Regions from separate parts of the Sus scrofa genome. Here region 2 is linked to region 1. A link is a contact called in public HiChIP or PLAC-seq data. All regions are on one chromosome and are shown on one strand. Each heading gives the region's core, a stretch centred on a gene start, on an enhancer-like site or on the middle of the called end of the contact. The rest is flanking DNA. Distances are from core to core; before and after follow the strand shown.

Region 1 (5,815 bases), core at 2,225-4,724:
ATTATTTCATTATGAAAATTCTGTATACAGTTTCTTTCCTGGAGTTCCCATCATGGCTCAGTGGTTAATGAATCTGACTAGGAACCACGAGGTTGCGGGTTCCATCCCTGGCCTTGCTCAGTGAGTTAAGGATCCAGGTTGCTATGAGCTGTGGTGCAGGTCGCAGACACGGCTTGGATCCTGCGTTGCTGTGGCTGTGGCGTAGGCCGGCGGCTACAGGTCCAATTGAACCCCTAGCCTGGGAACTTCCATATGCACAGGAGCGGCCCTAGAAGAGGCAAACAAACAAACAAACAAACAAAAAAATGTCTTTCCTAATTTTAGTCTCATGGATGAGTTTAATGATTTTTCTTCCCCCTCATATTCAGAGTTTTGCTTCGTGTAAGAATGCTGTATTATCTAAAGCAAGAAGTCATTGGAAGTGAGTGTCAGAAAGTATTTGATGGAGTTGATGCAAGGTAAATTAAATAACATGTTTATATTTATTTTTCAGCAATATAATGAGGTTAAAGCTAAATGATCAGAAAATTATATATTAAGTGGTTTCTTATTCAGTGAAATTCATAGGAAGAAAAATATACCAAACTTACATATTAAGTGGTTTCTTATGCAGTGAAATTCATAGGAAGAAAAATATACCAAACTTAGTGTAACCCTTGCCAATTGATTGCCTTTCCTCTGTTAATCACCTTTGGCCCTATAATTAAAAGTGATAACATACGGCATTCCCATCATGGCTTAGCAGGTTAAGAAGCCAAGTAGTATCTGTGAGGATGCGGGTTCTATCCCTGGCCTCGCTCAGTGGGTTAAGGATCCAGATTTGCTGTGAACTGAAGACACGGTTCCAATCTGGCACTGCTGTGCCTGTGGTGTAGGCCAGCAGCTTCAGCTCCAATTTGACCCCTAGCCTGGAAACATCTAAATACTTAGGATGTGACCCTAAAAAAAAGACCAAAAAATGACAACGTAATAAGAATAGTAAGAATAATAACATCAGCTTCCTATTAACAAATCTAAAACTTAACCTTCCTCCCTCTTACCGCAGTGTAAAAGGTTTTATGTGTATAGTGACTGACCGTCCACATGTGATCTGTCTAACACCCTGGTGTTTCAGTTCTTTGTTATCTTCAGTTATCTTTTTTTTCTCTCCACCACAGCCACACATTCGTATACTTAATCTTTACATCACCAATAACAGCATTATCTCTTCAATCTGGATTTTGACCATCACTTACTTCCTCAACTTAACTTGGGTGCCTTTCACTCTGATTCTCTACCTTTATCACAGTGTCTCCGGTCTTGCCATGTACTCACCATCCATCACCACTTTCATGCCCCACTTTCCTCATTATAAACCTGCATTCTGTAGACTAGCCCTGAACTCACTAAAATTCTTTGCCTGCTTTTCCATGTGTTTACATACTGACACAACCCCCATTTGTTGTAAACTCACATATCCCCTTACTTCTTGCCTATGCTTAAGCAGTCGAACATTGCCAGAGAAAATCAAGCAAACCCTGCTGAATGACTCACCTCATTCATTTCTCTTAGAATAAAGTCCAGTCCTGCATAGCCCTGTGACCTCTTCCTCCACTTTGCCCCTCACCCGCAATGCTCCAGTTACATGGCGTTTCTGCTTCTCCAGCAGGTCAGGCTCATTCTGTGCTCTTCCCCCAGATCTTTCACAGAACTGTCCCTTCAGATCTCACGGATCTCGCCTTACGTTCCATCCTCAGATAGGCCTTCTCTGCCACCTGGCTAAAGCAGCCCACCAGTCATTCACTATTATTTAGCCGTATTTTATCTCATTAATGATGCCTTGTGAGTTTTGAAAATTATATTTATTTTTAAATTGTCTTTCTCCTCTCATTACAATTTAAGCTGATCGAAGGTGACGTGTGCTGTTTTATTGAATACTGTGTTCCTAACCCCTAGAATCTGAGACGTCGTAACACCACAGAGTAGTATTTGTTGACTAATTGGTTCTTTTTCCTTGGTCTGACTGCATTTGATCCCCCTGTGATTTCCCAGGAACTGTGATCTGGGGATTATCCTCTTTTATTAACCTGTTCCTCTCTGGCTTCTCATTTGGATTTTAACATGTTTACATCTCCCTCAACACACACACACACACACACACACACACACACACACACACACACACACCACTTTTGGACCTACCATGTTATTATTGTCCTTGATTTCACAGCCAGACTTTTTTTTTTTTTTTTTTTTTTTTTTTTGTCTTTTTTTGTTGTTGTTGTTGTTGTTGTTGTTGCTATTTCTTGGGCCGCTCCCGCGGCATATGGAGGTTCCCAGGCTAGGGGTTGAATCGGAGCTGTAGCCACCGGCCTATGCCAGAGCCACAACAACGCGGGATCCGAGCCTCGTCTGCAACCTACACCACAGCTCACGGCAATGCCGGATTGTTAACCCACTGAGCAAGGGCAGGGACCGAACCCGCAACCTCATGGTTCCTAGTCGGATTCATTAACCACTGCGCCACGACGGGAACTCCCCACAGCCAGACTTTTAAAGAACTGTCTTTGCTATCTCCTTTTTCTCCTCTCACATGCACTATACATTCCACTGCCATCCAGCTTTTACCCACCTTCCCCCTCACTCCACCACCTACTTTAAGAAGTTCTTCACTCACATCCTTCCTGCTAAATTTGATGGATATATCATGTTTGTCTTATTTACCTTTCTTGACTACTTCCTTCTTCTTAGAATGCTGCTGTAACACCATTCTCCTGTAGATCTTCCTTTTCACTTTCTGCTTGCTGCCTTTCATTTTCAGGCTTCTCTTGTACTTGTCTCCTAAGTGTCTCCACATAGGCCCTCATTTCTTGTCACTTAACTCTTCTTGGGTGTTCTCACTTCTGCAGTGTCGATTTTTATTTCTGTACTGATGATTTCCACATCTGTCTCTGGCCCACATCTCTCTTCTAAACTTAAGATGTGCATTTCTTTAATGTCTCTAGGCCTTTGCATTCTTGCTGGAACATTGTGTTTCCCCATGTCCACCATTCTCCCTCTCTTACTGCTTAGCTGACATCAACTCAGCCTCCCTGTCCTCTCAAGTCTGGGTTAGACTCAGAGTACCCTGTCACAGCACTCATCACACAGTACTGCCAGTGCCTCTTTAGAAGGGCACGGGTATGTCTGTCTTACTATTGCCATTATTAGCAATTACTGAATAATTTTAAATCTGTTTTGAATGGGTCATCCAGCCTGGGGAATTTAAAGAAGACTTTAAGTAAGAGATAACACATAAATTGAATCTCTAAAAACAGAAATCACCAACAGAAATTTGCGCCTTATTGTATTCCTTTCCTTTTCCTTAGCAGTCAACAGACACTTAACTGAGTATGGGGCTTACATTTAAACCAAGCGGTATGTACTGAGCCTTTTACTCTCTAGGAGCCAGAAAGCCTTCCACCTCAGATGTCGCTATGGTTTGTGCTTAGAGTGCCACCTGATGGTGGAAAACAGAAGTACAGTATCTGACCCTCTTTATTTCCCTTCCTTGGGGAGCCCATCTCTAGTGTTCTTTCCTCTTTCCTTTATCTTTCTCTGTTTCTCCTTTGTTTAGTGCTAGCCAGGAATGCAGTCAAAAATAAATATCTTTTAACTATATTTTTCCTTATATATTTTTTAACTTTTGCCATATCACAGGAAAATCACTCTTCCTCTTTTCTTTTGCTGCACTAAGCAAAAATATGATTATGACTCTTCTGTTTTAAAAATATAGTGAAGTGTACAATTAAAGTACTGAAAATTTTCTTTTTGTCTCCTGACAGAACATTATGAAAAATAAATTTTTTTCCATTTTTTTATATTTTACTTATAAAACATCTAAGTCTATTTTTGTTGTGATGTCTTTTATTGTAACTATATTAGTGGGCAGGTACTGGGTTTGTGGACTAGCCTAGGACCATTTATCAGTTTATATCTGTATGAAAATTTATTTTGCATTCCCAAAGACAACCAACTTACAAATGAACTTTTGCCACACAAATTAGTTGTAAGTAGGAAACTCCCCATTTCTTCACATCTGTAGGCCTTTGTTAATTAATTTATGAAATTTATGGTGTCAAGGTGAAGGAGTGAAATTTCATTTGATGTAATGTATATAATTTTTAAAATTAAATCTCCGAGTCTTTGAAAATCCATAATTCATGAACGATATGGGGAAATTCTCAGGTAGAATATTTGATTCCCTGAGGTAATTTACCCAATCGAATCTCTACCTCTCCTTTGACTGTTGAATACAATATAAGAATGATATGAATTTATATAAAAATTAATGATCCCTATTTTTTAATCCTTATCAAACATTATTAGCTCTATGCTAAACTAAAGGAGACAATGGCTTGAATCACTGGTAAAGAAATGAACATTTCAGTCCTTCTGTACATGACATCTTTTCCTTGTTAGAGGTGTTATATGTGTTACTTGCAGAATGTTTCTGGGAAAACAAGAATTTCAAGTGAGAAGCAAAGTAAAAGAAAATTGTGTGTATAAAATTATAAGTGCTATGTTCTTTTATACTAATGAAAGCAGCCAAATTACCAAAGCATCATGGATTTAGCATTCTAATTTTTAATACCTTATTACATTATCATTTTGTGTCATGGTATTATATACAGCAAAAAATAGCACGTGGAGCATTTTCATCAAATTACAAGTCAGAAACTTGCATTTTCCTTTACCTGTGAGCAATGCTTAATTTTCAGTGTGATTTTCCTAGCAATGGGGGTCTAAACGAGACATGACTTGTTTTATAGCCTGGAGTAGTTCATTTACTTTTTTAGGGCCTTGGTCTCCTCGTACACAAAACGAAATATTTGAACCAGATGATTCATGCCAAGTTGTTTGCTGACATGAGACAAATTTCTGATAGAACCTTTTGTCTATATCTGAAGGAAATCAGTGAAGACTGTATCATTCCTTAAGAGTAAAGTAAACCTTTTGCATCTTAGCTCTCCTGTTGTGCTTAAGAATCTCTGGCATAGGCCGGTGGCTACAGCTCCTATTCGACCCCTAGCTTGGGAATCTCCATATGCTGCAGGAGCGGCCCAAAGAAATAGCAAAAAGACAAAAAAAAAAAATTCTTATGAGTTCCTGTTGTGGCTCAGCGGGCTAAGAACCTGACCTTGTCTCTGGTAGGAGGCAGGTTCGATCTCTGGCCTCTCTCTAGTGGGTTAAGATCCAGCATTGCCACCAACCGTGGTGTAGGTCACAGATGTGGCTTGGCTCCGGCATTGCTGTGGCTGTGTTGTAGGTCAGAAACTAAAGGTCCAATATGACCCCTAGTCCAGGAACTTCCATTTGCTGGAGGTGTGGCTGTAAAATAAATAATAATAACAATAGTAATTCATTTTATGGTTTTCGTTGTTACTGTGCAATTTTGTAATTATAATTGGTGGTAATTGTGGAAAATTTTTTTTAAATGAAATAAAATGTTATCCTATTTTTCTTGAATACCAGAAGACTTTTTAGAAGCTATGTAAAATTTTGCCTTCTCTTGGATTTATTTATAGTAACTCATAAAATCATATCATAATTTTCTATTTTTTAAGTGACATTGATGTTTGGGTCCCAGAACCAGACCACTCAGAAGTTCCTGCTGAATGGTGGGATTTTGATGCCGATAAGTCACTCCTTATTGGAGTTTTTAAACATGGTAAGTGAGAAGTAAGGTAGGTAGAGTCTTTCTACATATAATACAATTCAGCTCCTTTTCAATGTATTGATTTCCACTTATAGCTTTATTCCAATGACACCTGTATTGTTATATACATTATATATG
Region 2 (5,815 bases), core at 1,933-4,432, 160 kb before region 1:
TATTAGCTCAGAGGAAAAGAAGAAAGGTTCATAATCTAGTTAAAGATGCAATTTCCAGAGTTCCCATTGTGGCACAGTGGTTAACGAATCCGACTAGGAACCATAAGGTTGCGGGTTCGATCCCTGGTCTTGCTCAGTGGGTTAAGGATCCGGCGTTGCCATGAGCTGCAGTGTTAGGCCACAGACGCGGCTCAGATCCCTGGATGCTGTGGCCCTGGCGTGGGCTGGAAGCTACAGCTCCGATTCAACCCCTAGCCTGGGAACCTCCATGTGCCGTGGGTATGCTCCTAGAAAAGACGAAAAAGAAAAAAAAATGCAATTGCCACACCAAACACACACACACCACCACCACCACCACCACCACCACACCACCACACCCCACCTTAATATGGTGTGTTCACACTGCAGCATTTTGGAAAGAAGTCATCTCATTCAGCATCCTGCTTCCCAGATGGGCTAGCCTCCGTCTAGTCTAGATTTTTTTTTTTTTTTTTTGAAAAGAAGACTATCTCATACTTGAAAATATTTAGGAAAGGAAATGTGTACATTTGCTCCACAAGGTACATGGAAAAGATGACATCAAAACTTCTGAGCCTCCTTCCAGCTTTAAAGTACATAGTCATGCTTTTGGAGTTCCTGCTGTGTTGCAGCAGGACCAGTGGTGTCTCTGCAGGGCCGGGTGCAGGTTTAATCTGTGCCCTGGCACAGTGGGTTAAAGATCCAGCATTGCTGCAGCTGCAGCTTAGGTTATAGCTTCAGCTCAAATCTGATCCCTAGCCTGGGAACTCCATGTGGCCAGGCATCAGATCCAAAAAAAAAAAAAAAAAAGGAAAAAAGACCTCACTGAGAGAGTAGCATTTGAAGAAAGTCATGGAGGAGGGGAGGTGATACAATGGTGGCATGGTGGCCCTTTAGGTACAAAGTAAATAAAGCCCCCCCTTTGTGGCATAATTTCAGGGTAAGCCCTTTTTATCTCCACATGTTCGAATCATGATCCCTAAAATGCTGTTATTAGTAATACACACGTAGGTTCAAATGCTAAAATGAAAACTAGACAGCTGAAAAGTATTAAAACCTTTGGATGAATTTGTTCTTCTGATATTTTGTAGGTTTTAGCAAGGGTGGAGAGTGAGGTGATCGAACAAGGGGAGGTATGCATGACGGTAACAGTTTCGGGAAGCGCAGGGAGCGTGAACTTGACATGAAGGCCAGGATTGTCACTGCTGGGAGCAGCATTGAATGTTCCTTGGGAAGTGCTCTCATTTTGCCAGCTCTGCCCACGCCTGTGTTGCCCAGTCCTGGGAATGATCCTGGGGCTCTCAGCCAATTCCTCTCAACCATAGCATTAAAGCAGGCTCCCTAGGAATGCAGGAAGCAGGCTGATATGTGGTTTAATAAGGTCTCTCCCAAAAGGCTCGGAGTGTTTGGAGTTGTGCTGCAGGTAGTCATATAAAAGGGGATGCACAGGAAAGCAAGTCTGAGACTTGCAGCCCTATTAGTCTATTGTTAATTTAACAGCTCTCAAAAAAAAAAAATAAATAAATAAAAATAAATAAATAAATAAATAAACGAGCCAGGAAACTCTGAAAGTCTCCTCCTTAATCAGTGCAGGAAAGCAGCATCATTTATGATGACATTCGCCTCATCTTTTGAAATGAGATTATCCCCTGCGTCTGTATCTTAGGTGTACCTTTAGTCCTATTATTTTAATTGTCAAAAAATATTTCTGACTACTCAGCCATAAAAAGACTGAAATAATGCCATTTGCAGCAACATGGATGGACTAGAGACTCTCATACTGAGTGAAGCAAGTCGGAAAGAGAAAGGCAAATACCGGAGTTCCCGTTGTGGCGCAGTGGTTAACGAATCCCACTAGGAACCATGAGGTTGCAGGTTCGGTCCCTGCCCTTGCTCAGTGGATTAAGGATCCAGCGTTGCCATGAGCTGTGGTGTAGGTTGCAGACGCGGCTCGGATCTCGCATTGCTGTGGCTCTGGTGTAGGCCGGCGGCTACAGCTCCAATTGGATCCCTAGCCTGGGAACCTCCATATGCTGAGGGAGCGGCCCAAGAAATGCCAAAAAAAAGACAACAAAAAAAAAAAAAAAGAAGAGAAAGACAAATACCATATGATATCACTTATATCTGGAATCTAATATAAGGCACAAATGAACCTTTCCACAGAAAAGAAAATCATGAACTTGGAGAATAGACTTGTGGTTGCCAAGGGGGACAGGGAGAGAGTGGGGTGGTTTGGGAGCTTGGGGTTGATAGATGCAAACTATTGCCTTTGGAATGGATTCACAATGAGATTCTGCTTCTGTAGCACCGGGAACTATGTCTAGTCACTTACAATGGAGCATGATAATGTGCAAAAATAGAATGTGTACAGGTATGTGTAACTGGGTCACCGTGCTGTACAGTAGAAAAAAAAATTGTATTGGGGAAATAACAATTTAAAAAAATTTTAAAAAGTACAATTATTCACACACACACAAAATGTTTCTGTAGACAGGAGCTTGAGACCATGCATCATACTCAGATGTCTACAGGGAACTGACACTAGCAGGTAGGGACTGGTGGGGACTGAGAAGCACTGGAGAGTCCCTGCCTCTTACCTCCAGGGAGTGTTACCAGTTCGGAACAAGAGTTCAATGTTGCTAGTATTTCCCTATTTTCTTTTTTTAAATTTTTTTCATTTTTTGGCTGCATCCACAGCATATGTAAGTTCCTGGGTCAGGGATTCAATCGGAGCCACAGCTTTGACCTATGCCACAGCTGCCAAGACAATGGATCCTTAACCTGCTGCACCACAGCGGGAACTCCGAATTTCTGATCTTTCAACAGAAGGTGGAAATCCAAATTTTTAGGCCAAACCTTCTGATTTTTAAACACTGGCCCTCAATTCAAGATAGTTAATCTACTGTGCAGGCTGGTTTATGAGCTCTGATATAAACAGAATTTTTGTCCATTGTGGAACACGATAGCAAAGGTAGGCAGGGGAGGGACAGCTGATCGACCTGCCAGTTTGAGAAGGTCACACTTTTAGAGAGCTGACCCCTTTGCCAAGATTCTGCCTCATGTAGTTAACCAGTTATCCTGGAAAAACTGGTAACCTCTGGTCATCCTGGTGGCGTGGGCGGGAGAAAATGCTGAACAGAGATGTCCTGGGCCTGGATCCTAGTGTTGCTTCTTTCACAAACTCACCGCGTCACCTTGGGTGGATCCCTTCAGCCCCTTGTGGTTTAACATCCGTTTCTGTAGGATAAGGAGCTGGACTTCTTTGATTTTCAGAATGTCCCCTTCCAAGCCCAGAAAGTCTTCAGAGATGGCTCTGAGGGGTGGGGAAGGGCAGGGGATCCCAAAGTTCACAAAAGGCTACTCAGCCTTTGTTCTGTTTTTCCCTCGGAAACTTCTGCTTTTCTGTGTTTTAGATCTTGAGCTTCTGGAAAAAAAAAAAAACAAAAAAACTTTTTATAAAGAAAGAGTTCCCCCACCTTCAAAAGAGTTTCAAAATCCTTCAATTAGCTTATCGGTATCGCTAAGATGTTATTAGGTGAGGTTTGCCAACTCTACAGGACCTGCAGCTCATCGGAATGATAGAGCTTTTCTCCATTCGCCTACCAGTGCTTATCTGGTTATACTTGGTGGCAGCAACCATCTCCGGCATAAAGAAATCAAGTCAACAAATAGTTGGGGACAATCTGACACATCGCCAGTTCCATAGCTTATTTGGCGGGATTTAAGAAAATCTTTGTTTTGGTGAACAGATAGGTTCTTGTTGTGATACCATATTGCTCATAGACAATCGATTTGCTACTAAATAAGCTTGTCCTGGGTCATATGATTTCATACATTCTATCAACGTTTCACAGTAATCTGCAGCTTCCTGGGGCTCTGCCACTGGAACAAATCTGAAAATCACTCAACTGGCTTTTTTAAATTAGTTATAATTGGAGTTCACCAGTGGCTTAGCAGGTAAAGGATCTGGCATTGTCACCGCTGTGGCTCAGGTCACTGCTGTGGTGCAGGTTCGATCCCTGGCTTGGGAACTTCCATACACCACAGGCACTGCCCACCCTCCCCCTCCAAAAAAAAATTAGCTGTAATTCATTGATAACCTAGTATGTGCTGATTTTATGTATATCCCCTCTAAGCTTTAGATTATTTACACTGCAAAGGGTAAACCTCTGTTTTAATCTCTTTTTGACTAATAAAGAAAGAAACTCGATCTGGGTGAGGTTAAAGACTTCCGTGGATCACAGAGGATCCTCACCCACACCTGTCCCAGCATCTTCGCAACCAGACAGCCTCTAATGTGGCTTCTAACCTTGAGAATTAGGAGTCGGGAGTTCTTTTGTGCTAAGCTGTCCTAGGATCACTGCAAAACTGCTTTCAGCTTTCAACTTTGCAGATCCTCTTATCCCCTGAAACTCCTGAACGGAGGTTTTGTTAACTCCTAGCTATGCAAGGTTATTGTCCTGATTTTGTAAGGGGCAATAAAATAGTAATAATAAATAATAATAAAGTAAGAGGGTCTCGTTTAAATAGTCCCCTTCATGACCTGGATGTCTTCAGCAGGAGATGAAAGAACTTCAGATCTGGGGGGTGGGAACAGACTTTTGGGGATGAATAAGTGGACTTTTCATGTTATTTCTGTATGTGGCTCAGGTGGGTTTTTCCTGTAGCAAAGGAAACGACTTTCCCTGTTGGGGTGACCTACCTGCTGTTCTGATCTGATGGATTCAGTTTCCCTAGTGGACAGTTTGTTGTTATTGTTGCTGCTGAGCACATAGTATGTCCTAGGTAAATATTTCTAACAACTGTAGTCACCGGAATTTTTTTTCTTAAAAGTTCACCTTTAAGGAGTTCCCAGTGTGGCTCAGTGGTAATGAACCTGACTAGTATCCATGAGGACGCTAATTTAATCCCTGGCCCTGCTCAGTGGGTTAAGGATCTGGTGGTATTGCCATGAGCTGTGGTGTAAGTTGCAGATGTGGGTTGGATCCTGTGTTGCTGTGGCTGTGGCGTAGGCCAGCAGCTACAGCTCCAGTTCAACTCCGAGCCTGGGAACCTCCATATGCTGCAGGTGCAGCCCTAAAGAGACGGAAAAAAAAAAAGTTCATCTCTAAGACAGAAGACCAGTACTTCTCATTTGCATACTGCAACATTTTCAGAGAATGTTTGTGAACATTATCAATAAGAAATAACCAAAATGTGAGGCAGACAGCAGCAATGTTTGATACTCATTTCACAGGCCAGAAAAACTGCTGATCATTCATTCAGTTGGCAAATGGGAGAGCCTGGACCGTAATACAGATGTTTCTACCTCTGCTCCTGGGTTCGTTCCATTTCACTACAGTCATTTGGCTTTTGTAACTGGAGGGGAAACCAGTTGACTTTCAGCATGAATCTAGTTTTTGTTTGCAACTCTGATGGTGAGTTTGAAAAAGAAAGATAAGAACCAGTTTATTAATTGCACAGCTTGAGAAAAAAACAGCAATAACCATTGTTTCCCTTTAAGAAAAAAAAAAGTAGAGGTCCCAGTTATGCATGAGGCCTTAAGTTTAGAGGTGGCCATAACCAAAAACATGGACAAGTGTTTCTGAGTCCACCACTACTTGGTCTCTGTTTCCTGCAAGAAAGAGGGTGGGATTTGAACACATCCTTCTTCCGGGGGCAATTGTTTACTGTTTGCACTGATTGATCGATGGATTGCCTCTGACTCCTGCAGCCACATGAAAGGCTTTGTTGATGACTTTCCTTTACAAAGGAAGAGGGAAACGTGCTGGAACTTTCCCCCTTTAGTTTGAGGTTT

What was found. HiChIP or PLAC-seq counts read pairs in DNA pulled down with a chosen protein or histone mark.
Region 2: an H3K27ac HiChIP or PLAC-seq map of alveolar macrophages shows a contact between it and region 1. The contact joins two enhancer-like sites. A contact is called at or near these places in 1 of 5 promoter capture datasets (liver), 7 of 47 Hi-C or Micro-C datasets (alveolar macrophages, blood, embryonic fibroblasts and 3 more) and 1 of 2 datasets of contacts at active chromatin or transcription factors (alveolar macrophages).

What each region holds. Positions count from the first base shown.
Region 1 is chr6:31,867,735-31,873,549 of Sscrofa11.1, reverse strand. It overlaps CHD9 (chromodomain-helicase-DNA-binding protein 9), which reads left to right. Exons shown (of 40, transcript XM_021094174.1): 25 at 369-458; 26 at 5,586-5,689. Among named protein-coding and RNA genes, the nearest start is that of RBL2, 69 kb to the right of the region's middle. Within about 2 kb of position 3,474, at least 6 of the 83 cell types and tissues checked have an H3K27ac peak or open chromatin away from gene starts, as enhancers often do. A contact at or near this core is called in alveolar macrophages, where this site is marked.
Region 2 is chr6:32,025,583-32,031,397 of Sscrofa11.1, reverse strand. The region is part of intron 1 of CHD9 (chromodomain-helicase-DNA-binding protein 9); the gene reads left to right. Among named protein-coding and RNA genes, the nearest start is that of CHD9, 43 kb to the left of the region's middle. Within about 2 kb of position 3,182, at least 1 of the 83 cell types and tissues checked has an H3K27ac peak or open chromatin away from gene starts, as enhancers often do. A contact at or near this core is called in alveolar macrophages, where this site is marked.